3 separate regions of the Mus musculus genome follow, and all the other regions are linked to region 1. A link is a contact called in public Hi-C and HiCAR-type data. All regions are on one chromosome and are shown on one strand. Each heading gives the region's core, a stretch centred on a gene start, on an enhancer-like site or on the middle of the called end of the contact. The rest is flanking DNA. Distances are from core to core; before and after follow the strand shown.

The links. Hi-C and Micro-C count contacts between places; a contact is called where the count stands out from the background. HiCAR-type assays count read pairs that join an accessible place to other places.
Region 2: a Hi-C map of CD8 T cells shows a contact between it and region 1, with 2.9 times the contacts expected there. The contact joins the enhancer-like site here to the promoter of Mtap in region 1. A contact is called at or near these places in 5 of 484 Hi-C or Micro-C datasets (CD4 T cells, CD8 T cells, Th1 cells and 1 more) and 1 of 9 other capture datasets (liver).
Region 3: a contact with region 1 is called in a HiCAR-type map of astrocytes, with 4 times the contacts expected there. The contact joins the promoter of Dmrta1 here to the promoter of Mtap in region 1. A contact is called at or near these places in 13 of 39 promoter capture datasets (the 3T3-L1 cell line, 3T3-L1-derived adipocytes, the C10 cell line and 8 more), 3 of 15 datasets of contacts at CTCF or cohesin (embryonic stem cells, large pre-B cells and pro-B cells), 63 of 484 Hi-C or Micro-C datasets (3T3-L1-derived adipocytes, B cells, the Ba/F3 cell line and 38 more), 17 of 115 datasets of contacts at active chromatin or transcription factors (the 230-238 cell line, the NIH/3T3 cell line, astrocytes and 11 more) and 2 of 9 other capture datasets (adipose tissue and embryonic stem cells).

The regions. Positions count from the first base shown.
Region 1 is chr4:89,135,050-89,139,345 of GRCm38.p6, reverse strand. Mtap (methylthioadenosine phosphorylase) reads right to left here and starts at 1,976. Exons shown (of 8, transcript NM_024433.2): 1 at 1,822-1,976. The coding sequence starts at 1,854.
Region 2 is chr4:88,548,583-88,552,878 of GRCm38.p6, reverse strand. No RefSeq gene overlaps it. Among named protein-coding and RNA genes, the nearest start is that of Ifna15, 7.5 kb to the left of the region's middle. Within about 2 kb of position 2,493, at least 74 of the 459 cell types and tissues checked have an H3K27ac peak or open chromatin away from gene starts, as enhancers often do. A contact at or near this core is called in CD8 T cells, Th1 cells, liver and 1 more, where this site is marked.
Region 3 is chr4:89,686,131-89,690,426 of GRCm38.p6, reverse strand. It overlaps Dmrta1 (doublesex and mab-3 related transcription factor like family A1), which reads right to left and starts at 2,229. Exons shown (of 2, transcript NM_175647.3): 1 at 1,488-2,229. The coding sequence starts at 2,118.

The sequences.
Region 1 (4,296 bases), core at 727-3,226:
AACCCCGAGTTTCCCTGTGTCTGCCTCTCTATTGGCAGGACTATGGATGCTGGTGTCTGCCACCAGCTCCCCAGCAAGGGTGCTGAGGGTCCAAATTCATGTTCTCACACTTGGGCAGCAAGCACTCCAGAGACGGAGCCACTTCACTCTCGCGCTAAGATATCGTTTTTATAGGTTATTTTGCTCTGGATAGGGACCCTTCCTGTTTTCTATGTGGGGTGCTGCCTTAGCAGTTTGTGGAATATGGTGTTGGCATCATGATTTTTTATTAGCAATGTTCTCACCTGTTGCAATCTCAAGAAGAGAACTCAGCAGGTATTCCGAGCACCATTTATATCTCTAAGTTTTATTTCAAAAGCTTGCCAAGATAAAAAAAATACATATCATTCAATATTTACATAGCTCTTTCTGCTCTTAAGTGGACCACATTCATTTTGCAGGGAAACTGTGTGTTGGGCAGAAGGCTAACCAGATTAAAGCAAATTCTTTCTGTTGAGATATGCTGGTCCTTGCACAGATAGTATTATCCTGACTGGACTGATTAAGTGTGAAGTTCTAGCTATTTGGTTTTACTCACATTGTGGGACAGAGATGACAAATAGATCTATCTTCAAATCACAGGCCTCTACCTCAGTGAAATTTCCAGCCCACAATATGTTAAAATCTCCACTTTATAAATAAGTACCTACTGTACCTTGCACATGAAGACCCTTTCTGCCCCGTTCCTGCTGACTGGAACCATGGCTTTCTATAAATGTAAATAATCCTTTTCAAAATGGAGAAAAGAAAAAGTTGGCCCCTATGACCGAATGCAGCAACCTCACCCTGAGTGGTTCATGAAGCCCTGCAGGGCCCCAGTATACAATGCCCTGGCACGCTGAAGGCTAAATGCAGAGATGGGCCTCTTGCAAGGGCATCAAACGGCACTGCAGGCAATCAAAAGGATGCCTGAAGAAAACTGTGCACTTCCTGTAGCATGGGTCAGAAATTCCTAAACTGAATCAAATTAACTGCGTTCTTGGCTAATAATAAACAGCCTAGAAAGGACTTAAACACCAGTGTTTCCTGGGCTCCGTTATTCCACTCTCTACCCATCAATCAGGATGTGTTTAAAACTCCCCAAGGGAGGCTCACTCCAACTCTCAGAACTCATGCTCTCATCTGGCCAGCTGTTCCCGGCGCACAAGAGTCCCTTGTGTCCAGATCTCTGGGGACCTAAGGCCTAAGAAAATAACTCTAACTTTCAAGGTTGGAAAGCGGTTTATAAGACAGAGGCCTCCAGTCTGAGAGCGGTCCGCGCTCTGTTTCAGTATTTAAAAAGTCTCAGAGCTCCCTCAGCTCTGCGCTGCCGAGGTAAAACAAAGCAAAAGGAAATCTAAGTTTGGAGGGGGAAATGAAGCCGAAGCATGCAAAAGAGCAAGTGCCAGCTCTCCCACGTGGGCCTAGTCAAAGTAGCGGAAGCTTAAGTCCCGTAAGACTAGAGGGACCGACGCAGCAGCCGCAGGAGCTGAGCCACGCGCCAGCTCCCGCCTGGGGGGGAGTGGTACTAAAAGAGGGTGGCAGCGGGGCGCAGTCCCCTCCATCATCCCGCTCCCCCTTCTATTACCCCACTCCCCATCAGAGCCCCGGTTACCACCGCTCGGGCCCGGAATGCAGATGAGTTCAAAGGCTGGGGACATCGGGGTGGCGCTGGGTGCCGCGCGCCCTGTCCCCTCCCTGCTGAGCGGTGGGTGGGGGGCGCTCCGGCTGGGGACACAGCCTGGAGGCTCGAGAAGGAACCCTGCAGGGCTGGCCCATTCACAGCTTGTAGGGTGATCTCACCTTCACCGCCGTGCAGGCGGAGCCCGAGGCCATGTCTGCACCAGGGAAGTCCACAGCGGGCCGCAGCGTGGGACCGGGAGGAGACTGCGGGGCCGGCGTGGCGCGGGAGTGAGCAGTGCGGGGACCCACGGGCTCTGGCTCCTCCTCTTCCTCCCGGGGAGCGCGGGATTGGCTGTTCTCCTCCACCCTCCTCCTCAAATCAGGTTCCCGCCTCCCGTCCCTCTTGCAGAGTTTTCGGCTTCTCGGGGCTTCTGTTGTTACTGTGCAGCCTGATGGCGAGTCTATGATCAAGATAGAAAAGCCACTTAGGATGTGCTTGTCACTTTGTCTTTTAACTGTTTCACAAGAACATGGTGAGGTAGCGCATTACTGCCAGTTCTGCGGCGACTTGGCTGCCCCGGTGGCCAGGGCTGTAAAATCAGGGCCTGCCGCATTCCTGGGCTTTGGGGAGGGCGGAGGGAAACTGAAGAGTGCTAGCTTGAGATTCCCGCCCCCCACAGCTCTGATTTACAAACTGGTTTATTTAGCTTCTGTTTGGCGGGGAGCTTTTAAGGAGGCAGGACCCTCCCCAACACCCAGCCTGATGCTACCAGCAAGGGGCATTTTTAAAATTCCTTTATACAATGGCTAGTGATGCAGATTTGTAATCCCACTCACTCATGAAGTCTGGTCAGCAAGCAGTATGGCAAGTTCAAAGTCTTACTTGGTTACAGAGTGAGTTCAAGACCATCTTGAGCAATATTAAGAGTCTATCTCAAAAATAAACAGAGGGCTTGGTATTTAGCTCAGCACTAAAGTGTTTATCTAGCATCCAAGGAGACACTAGCTTCAATCCTCACTCCAATAAAATAAGCAAAAATTAAAACAAAACTTTCTATGCCAGGGCAGCATACGGTACAGCAGGATTCAGGTCAGGACCTGTGTCTCTGTGATGCAATACCAGCAAGACCCACTCTGACCCCAGCGACCTTTCCCCTGGATACTCTCTCTGAGAGGCCCTATCCCTTCTCTACTAGGACAATTCATTATAGCCTTTGATGGTACAAGCTGCGCCAAACAAAATGCTGGGCAGCAGCTATCTTTTTTTTTTTCTTAGTTTATTTCATTATTTATATGTATGCACACACAAATACCTGCAGGTGTGTTTGTGTTTGTGTGTGTGTGTGTGTGTGTGTGTGTTTGTCCAGAACCCAGCCTGAAGCTGGAGTAACAGGCAACTGTGAACTGCCTGATATAGATTCTGGAAACCGAATTTACCTCTACAAGTGCTCTTAACCCCTGAGCCATCTCTCCAACCCTGGGTGACAGCTATCATTTTTTAAGGTTTATTTATTACTATATCTAAGTACACTGTAGCTGTCGTCAGATGCACTAGAAGAGGGCATCAGATCTCATTACGGATGGTTGTAAGCCACCATGTGGTTGCTGGGATTTGAACTCAGGACCTTTGGAAGAGCAGACAGTACTCTTAACAGCTGAGCCATCTCGCCAGCCCTGGGTGACAGCTATCTTAAGGGTGGTCCCCCGAGATATAGAAAAAGCTACAAATTTCTCTGTGGTTGGGAAGGAGCCAAGGAAGGAGATTCTGTTTTCTTCTTCTCAGCAGTGTTAACTGAAAGTTCCCAGAGAAAAGGTACCCTCGACTCGCATTCGACGAGGCCGATGAACTAATCAGGCTTGTGGAGAGTTGGAAAGTTTCTGGCCCAGAGCCTACCTTGCCCTGTCTTGCCCCACTAAGTGGTACTTACTATCTGCCTTTCTGTGTGCCTTATTGTCCTTGTGCCTATTGGGTAAATCTTTTGGAGTGTACAAAGCTAGCTCCCACCAATCCCAAAGGCGAGCCTCATCGGTAGCATCTGCAGCCTACACTCTATCCTTCCCTATAAGTCACCTGTGTGATGTTTTCAGGAATACATTCAAAGTGTTTTCCTGTGTGACTTTTGTTGTTGTCGTTGTTCCGTTCCTATGACAACTTGGTGAAACTGTTACTGTCCTGGAACATAATTTGGGTTGAACTAAATCTGTGTTCCCTGCCCTGGCCACTCATGCTTGGGTCCAAAACAAGTTCTCAGACTGTCTTTGGTGTGAGAGCTGGTGTTTATGTCAGTAGTAAAGCAATACCCGTACACCTCCATTTAATGAATCTCCACCTTCTGTTGGTGTGGATGCTGCCTGATGCTGTGTAGACCCATTCGTCGCCATTATCCACTCTGTGTCTAAGTTTTCTCAAGATATAAACATTTCTTCTGTTACAATCATTTTAGGTTATAAAATACAATGGAAAGCTGGGTGTGGTGGCGTAAGGCTGTGATTTTAGCATATAGAAGACAGAGGCAGGAGGATTGTAACTTTGAGGCCAGCCTGAGAAACATAGTGGGATACTGTCTCAGAAACCTAAAAACTAAACATAATGGCAGAAGTGATACAAAAATATTAGGTTAGGATGTGGTAGTGAGCTGGCTCAGTAGGTAAAGG
Region 2 (4,296 bases), core at 1,244-3,743, 590 kb after region 1:
GCACATGCTGGTAAGGATGTTGAACAAGGGGAACACTCCTCCATTGCTGGTGGGAACACACACTTGCACAACCTCTTTGGAATTCAATTTTTTTTTCCCCAGAAAACTGCAACTAGTTCTACCTCAAGACTCAGCTACACCACTCCTGGCACATACCCAAAAGATGTTCCAACATCCCACAAAGACTATGCTCATAGCAGCTTTGTTCATAATATCCAGAAACTAGAAACAACCTAGATGTCCCTCAACTGAAGAATGGATAAAGAAAATGTGGTACAACTACGCAATGAAATAGAGACATCAAGAATTTTGCAGGCAAATAGATGGATCTTGAGTATATCATCCTGAGTGAAGATACCCAGTCCCAAAAGGATATGCATGGTATGTATTTATGAATAAGTGGGTATTAGCCATAAAATACAGGATGCCCATACCATACTCTACAGACCCAAAGAGGCTGGACAGTAAGGAGGGCACAAGCAAGGGTGCTTGAGTCTCACTTGGAAGGGAGATGGAGTGATCATGGAAGGCAGATGGAGGGAGAGACCTGGGTGGGAGAGGGGATCTGGGGAAGTGGCTCCTAGAGAAGAATGTGGATTAATGTCTCCAGAAGGTTCTTTTTCTGTCTTTAGATACGTTTTCTGAAAACAAATACCAGGCATATTAGTACGAATCCACAAACGTTTAAAGCATTGTATTTAAATAATTATTTAATTTCCAAAGTATAGTTAACCTGTTGATATGCTAATTAATATTACTCTACAATAAGCTTCAATAAGTATTTGCTTTTCAAATTCAGTTCTGTTTTTAAACATTACTGTTAGGCTCCTCATGAATCATTACAGACTTTGTGTTGGTCTTTTGCATAATTTATTCATGACTAATTTCTAATCCTTGCTATATACATTTTCTAAAAACTAGTGGTGTTTTGACTGATGTCTGGGCTGGTGTCGTTGTTCTTGCTGTTCTTGTTTTGTTTTGTTTTGTTTTTACTTTACCTGTGTACCAAGAGCTGTGTGGTTCTTAGTTCTGAGTTTGTTTCTTCTTTTGATGATGGAATGTTTATATCAGAGGACTAAGCCTCTCCCTAACCTTATTTCTTTCTGACTTGAAGTACATTCAGTACAAATGTTTCAACATTCAATCTTGTATTCTACCAGGGTTTTCCATCTAGGATAGTAAAACGTACATTGCTTTCTGTTAGTGTCCGCCATTCCTGGAATATTTGATTTTATTTCCCCCCATGTCTATCCTCTGGTACATCTTGCCTGCTGATAATACAGTATTTTCCACATTATCTCATTTATTAGTGTGGTTAGTAAACATGTTCTCTGTTCACTTATTGCTCATCACCGAAAGTGTCTAATAATTCCTATGGGTTCTCTAAGAAATCATGCTGATCAGGTTGTGAGGATCAAGTCAGAAAGGAACGCTCCACCGTGGACTGCATTAGTCTCTGCCTCCAGATTCCTGCTTCTCTGAGTTCCTGCCTTCGCTCCCCTCAACAGATTCAGGATGCAGTAGCCAGATAAAGCCTTTCCTCCCCAAGTTCGTTTTGGTCACAGTGTTTCATCATAGCAATGGTAACCTGAACTAAGACACCGTGTTTTAACACTGTGACTTTAGAACTGGTGTGCAGTGGAGAGCTTTAGTTAATCATTCAATAGTACTAATTGCACCTGGCGAATTTTAAGATAAATCAAGGAGTAAGATATATGGTCAAATGGATGAAAAAAAAAAATAAGAAAGAATCTTCCTCACAGAATAAAGAACAAAACAGCATATTAAGCAGAGAAATACTATTATGCACGCTATATAACAGCAACCATTGATAAAGAAGACTGTCAAGAGAAATAACTTAATAACCATATACACTCAGACTTAAAGTAATTGGTAACAGAAACCCAGGCAGGCTATGCCAGCACATGCCTTATTCCCAGCGCCCGGGAGAGACTATAGCGTTCAAGGCCAATCAAGGCACATAGGATGATCTTGTGGCAGTCAACGTGCCTTCTACTGAGTTTTTCAGACCTCCAGAACAGTGCTTATTGATGGAGCATTGCCGTCCGTTCTTGTCCAAAAGAGAAATTCCGTAGACCTTTGGGACAAGTCCTGGAAAAGGTCAAACTTCCTCTGTCACAGGAGCAGCTGGGAGCCGCACTGCAGGGCTGCTATCCCTCCCATTTGAGCCCCTCCAGCTTCGCAGAATCCATTTCAGAATCCAGCCAAAGCCACAGTAATTCTCCTGCCTCCACTCTCTGCTTGTCCCGCAGGTGGCAGGTGTTTCTCTTCTCTTTGTAGTTTTAGTTTTCTGTCTCTATGAAGAATGAAAAGCAAAAGTTCTTAATAAAACAAAAAAACAAAAACAAAAAACTGCTCTACACAGTTTTGAATTTGTGTCTCGAGGAATATTTTGGGGGTGGAGTTGAATGCCCAGTCAGAGTGACGTGAAGATCCGAAAGTGAAAGGAATCGTTGGGTTTGCATCCTTGAGCAGTGAATGGGAGCGCGCCCCCTGCTGACTGCGCGTCACCTGACTGAGCCTACGTCCTAGGAGCCAGAGCTTGCTTGAGTGTCAGTCCATAAGTCAAATCAGATACTGGTTGGTTACTCTCACAAGCTCCGTGCCACCATTGTACTAACAGAGCTTGCTGGCGGACACCATAGATCAAAGGAGTTGTAGCTGGGTTGGTGTTTTACTGTTTTCCTTTGCGCATACATAATACTTTCCTGTACCAAAGATGCTAGCACATATGGGTGGAGATGTCCATTTGGGGCCCCGTTTCCCCCATTATTTGGCGATTTCATTTAGGTTGCCTTCATATATGTAAATATTTTAGGAAGCTTCTACTATATTGCCCCCATACTATCAAATGGGCCTTAATTTAGCTGTCTTCTCCCCATCTCCCGTCACTCATTCCCCTATTTACCCTTCCCCAACTTGATCCTTCCATTCTACACACACACACACACACACACACACACACACACACACACCACCATTCACCATTCATCCATAGCTCTCTATTCTATTCCCCTTTCCAAGGAGATCTATGTTTCCCCAATCCCTTGCTGCATACCTATTCTTGCAGTTCTACTGGTTATAATAGCTTGGTTAATATTATTTTAACAGCTAATATCTACATACAAGTATATATTTGTCTTTCTGCCTGAGTTACCTCACTTTAAATAACTTTTCTTTAGCCCCATCAGTATACACGCAAATTTTATGATTTTACTTTTAATGCTAAGTAAAATAATCCGTTGTGTAAGAGTAGCAGAAAATTGGCATATCTCGTTTTGCATTCTTTTAATTCCCCCCCTTTTTAACAATAAATTATTTATTTTTAGACAGAATGGCTGGTACACAGGTGTTCATTACATTGTCATGTGAATACATTCTCATTATTTTTTTAAAAAAGCATTTCAAGTGCATATTACATTTTTTACATCAGTGGATTGAAATTCTTAAATTTTAAATAATTCTTCAAATAGCCAATTTTTAGAGATACCAGCTATTGAAGTTCAGTTAATGGATTTAGTAATTCTTTCTTTTAACAGTGCGGGCTTCCTTTGTGGTTGGTGACAATCTTCCTAGTGAGGCTTTGTGGTATTTTCCTTTCTCCTTGTATCTCTCTTACTGATTTATCTTTCTTCCTGGTTAGCCCAAGGCTTACATAAAATATCTAATAGTTAGGATATGCTCACTTCATGTAACAGATGCTTAATTTCAATTGCCTTTAACGAGGCCCTGCTTTCGCATCAAGCCCTAAACTATGCTCTTGACATCATATTTTACTTCTGTTTATACTGTGTGTGTCAACTGACTAATGATTATAGCCATAGTTGTTTTTACTAACTTCCCTTCTACCATTTTAACTAGCATTCAAAGTGGTGACTTTACGCTCTAACTTATGGTATCCGAGTACCTTGACCATGGATATGTATTTATATTACCTTTACTGTTAAGTTTTAAATGTTCATATGTTGCTACATCTCAACTTGAAAGTTGCCACTTAGTAGTTCCCTGTAGGCTATTCCCATAGGAGAGTATTTTATCAATGTGCTTGTATGAAATACAGTTCCTTATCTCTGTTACTTATGAAAGACATCTTGGCCAGGTATTGTATTATTATCTTGCTTGTTTTCCCTTTGAACCTTTGAGGACGCCCTCCTATTCTTCCAGGGATGTGAGTTTTTGTTGAGAAGTATACTGGCATCCTGTGGCCCTTGCCTTATGTGAGATAGGTGTTTACTCTCAGGGAGACAAATGCTTCAAGACTCCCTTGGTCTTGTT
Region 3 (4,296 bases), core at 980-3,479, 550 kb before region 1:
AAGCTGTGGCAAATATTTGTTATAATTCCCTTCATCTCTGTCCTCTCTAGTTCTAGGGACTGTTTTATTCACTATTGTAGTGTACTGATAGCCTTCCTTTTTTTGAACATAAGCTTCTTTTATATAGGCAAATGTAATTTGCCTCTGAATCACTGTAGGTCTTTGTCTTGTAAATGAATAAGTTCAGTACAATATCTTACTATAGTTTATTCATATTGTGTAAGAGGGGGGTGGTCAATTTAGAAAGCCATTGAAGAAGTCTTTAAAATATGAACTTCTTTTTTTATAGGCCAGTCATTGTGACACAATAATCTAATACAATCATTAGGCCTGCAAAATGTACACTTTAGTACAAAACGTTTACATAAATCCATACCATCAGCCAAATCTCATTAGCAGTGTAGCTGAAGGAATGTTACCATCTCTCAACAGTCTCTATCTTCCATGAGAAACACTTAAAGTTCATTGGTCTAGTGAAATAAACTAGAGCATGTGTCCAAACTTGACGTAAGTGAATGTAAATTTTCAATGCAGAGATGGGCTTCTTTTGAAACTACACCCTCTTTTGCTAAGATCTGCAGTTTTGACAACCAAGCAAAGTTTCTAATTAATAGCTTACCACCGGTTATCGCATAACTTCATGTGATACAACCTGTTTAGGATTTTAACTAAATGATTTAAAGGAAATTCCCATTTAACAGCGGCCCTATGCAGGGATGAAAATTTCATGACAACATAGTGATATTGATATTACAGGAAAAGTTAATTTGGAGGTCATATTAGTTGTAAATCTAAACAAGAGATACTGGCCATGACTTTGTGGCCGGAAACTGCAAGGATAGACGAATACTCTGCTGAGATCTCTCCAGCTACAAAGTGACACTCTTGTCAATGGTTTCATTATCGACAGGGAAGGCCCAAACTTATTTCCAATGAGAACTAAATATAAGTCCCTAAAGTTTTCCTCTCCTTTGGGAATGGTGCTTAAAGAATTAAAATGGAGCAGGAAAGAAAAAGGTGAGAAATTTCAGTTTCTTAAGTGCTAACTGATGACAAAACACTGTCCCCAAATCAAAGATCGTCACAATAACCATAGTCAGCCGGTTTCCTGTGCAAGAACACTGTGGCTTTGCAACTGGAAAGAGTGTCAGCACACCCGCTAAAGTTTTCTCTTACAGCCTGCTTAAGTTCCGGCCACACAAAGACAAAGCCGACTGCGCCTAAATCCACTCCAGGTGCGAGCCGGCGGCTGTGATCCCATACACTTCACTGTTTTCATTGTCTTTAGACGCGGGATGAGCTCTTCCAGTGAAAACCTATTAACTATCCCCATCCCAGCCATCAACAGGGTAGATCTACATTACTGAACTTCAGCACTTCTTTCAAACAACTCTTTCTGTCCACTCTTAAGGAGCTGCTGCTCGTTTCTACACATTCTTGCAGAACAATCATTTTCTCTCATGAAAAGCAAACCAAAGAGGACTCACCCTGCTTTCTGTCAGCATAATCTTGCTGGAAAACCTCGAAAGTTGGGACTGACCGGCTCCCAGGGTGTCTAGAGGCACCCGCTCCCAGAACAGCTACAGCCATGGGGTTATTCAAGACCTGGGGACTCTCGGTCCTGCCGCTGCCCCCGGAAGCCTGAGCCCCGGACCCCGACGACCCCTGGTACAGAAGCCTGTGCAGCCCGCGGGCCTCGCTCTCCTCCTGCGCCTGCTGCCTGCGCAGGGCCACCTGCGCGGCCATGACACGCTGCCGCTCGGCGATCAGGGTGCACTTGGCACACGCGCAGTCCCGCCAGCGGCAGAAGCGCTTGTGGCCCTTGAGCGCTGACACCACGCCATGGTTGCGACAGCGCGCGCACTTCGGGGTCCGCGGGTAGCCGCAGCCTACCGCCCCCAACGCCCTATCCAGCCCAGGGCCCGGAGCGCATCCTGCGCGACCGGAGCTTGCGGTCGATCGCAGAAAAAGGCCAGGCGGCCGCAGGAAAGTCGCGGACACCGGAATCCCCGACGACACCGACCGCGCGGCCGAAGCGGGCGCAGCAGCCCGCCCTGGGGCCAGATGGGGTCGGCAGCCGCCGCTGCGGTCTCTACGACCGTGAGGTAATCGCTCCATTCTGAGAAGGCGCCTCTGAGGAGTAGAAACCAGCAAGTGCGCTGTCCAGAGCTACCCTGTGGGGATACCGGCTGAGGACCCGCCTAGGTCCCGCTGTCCCGCTCCGCGCACTAACTAGAGTTTGCTGTCCTGTCCCAGAGCAAGAAACCGCCGGGTCTAAGAGCTCCAGAACCTGACCGACGGCGCAGCCAGCCAGTGAGCCTCTGAGTCTAGACAGCTGGGGCAGTGTCCTGAGCTCTGCCAGTCTCCTGAGCCTAGAAGGGCCAGGCTGGAGGGCCACCCCGCCCACTGGGTAGGCTGGCCAAGGAAGGAGGCCAGGGGAGGACCTAGGGCGGAGAGTGGGACTTTCTGGGAGGTGGCCTGTGGGATAGGTTAGAAAGTGTCCAGATCAGACTGAAAGGTCCATTAAGAAAAAAGAAACTTTTATGTATTTTGGATATTCACTCTGTCAGATGCAGGGTTAGTGAAGGCTGTTTCACAATCTGTGGGCTGTCATTTTGTCCTAATGACAGTGTCCTTTGATTTACAGAAGCTTTTCATTTTCATAAGGCCCCATTTATTAGTTGTTTACGTTAGTGACTGAGTCATTGGTGTTTTGTTCAGGAAAATGTCTCCTGTACCGACGAGTTCAAGGCTATTCCCATTTTCTGTTCTATTAGATTTAGTGTATCTGGTAATATACAAAATATATACAGAACTCAAGAAGGTAGGCACCAACAATCCAAATAACCCAATCTAAAAATGGGGTACAGAGCTAAACAGGGAATTCTCAACAGAGGAAACTTGAATGGTTGAGAAGCAGGTAAAGAAATATGCAGATCACCAGGGATCACGAATCAAAACAACTCTGAGATTCCACCTTGCACTCATCACACTGGGTAAGATCAAAAACCCAAAGGACAGCACATGCTGGCAAGATTGTGGAGCAAGGGGAACACTCACTCCTACACTGCTGGTGGGAGTGCAAATGTGTACACAGGAAATCAATTTGGCTGTTTCTCAGAAAAGTGGGAATGGCTCTACCTCAAGACCCAACTATACCACTCCTGGGTATATCCCCAAAAGATGTTCCACCCCACCCCACCCACAAGGACATCTGCTCAACTATGTTCATAGCAGCTCTGTTACTAATATCTGGAAACAACCTAGATGTCCCTCAAAGGAAGAATGGATAAAGAAAATGTGGCTCATTTACACACTGGCATTAAATACAAGAACATCATAAATTTCTCAGGGAAATGAATAGAACTAGAAAATATCCTGAGTGAGATAACCCACACCCAAAAGGACATGCGTGGTATGTACTCACTTATAAGTGGATATTAGCCATAAAGTACAGGATAACCACACTATAATCAGCAGACCCAACGAAGCCAAATAACAAGGAGGTCCCAAGGGAGGATGAATCTTTCTCAGAAAAGGATCAAAACAGATATCAGAGGTTGATGGAAGGAGGGAACTGGGTGGAAGAGGTGATGGGAAGTGGAAGGGGGCAGGGAGGGAGATCATATGTAGGGAGAACAGATAGAGAAAGAAGATGAATAGCGGCAGGGGTGTGTGTGTAATCTCCTGGACTCTAGAACATGCCAGTAACCTGTGATAGGGGGAGATCCAAGAGGGTCTATGGGGGACAACTCAAGATGAGCCTCCTAACAGAGGCAATATGGATTTTGAGGTAGCCTCTTCCTATAGCTAGCCCAGACTCTGAGTGGAAGCATAAGAACAGTAACCCATCCACAAAACCTTCAACCCAAAATGTGTCCTGCCTACAAGATGTACAGGGACAAAGATGGAGCAGAGACTGAGAAAATGGCTAACCAATGACTAGCCCAAATTGAGACCCATCCCATGTGCAAGAAACAATCCCTGACACTATTAACAATACTCTGTTGGGCCTGCATACAAGAACCTATTAACTGTCCTCTGAGAGGCTCCACCCAGCAGCCAATGGATGGAGATGCAGAGACTCACAGCTAAACATTAGATGAAGCATGGAGAGTCTTACAGAATAGTTGGGAGAAGGATTGTGGGACCCGAAGATGACAGGGAGTCTACAAGAAGACCAACAGAATCAACTAACCTGGACCTGTGGGGGCTCCCAGAGACTGAATCGCCAACCAAAGAGAGTGCACAGGCTGGACCTAGGCTCCCTACACATATGAAGCAGATGAGCAGCTT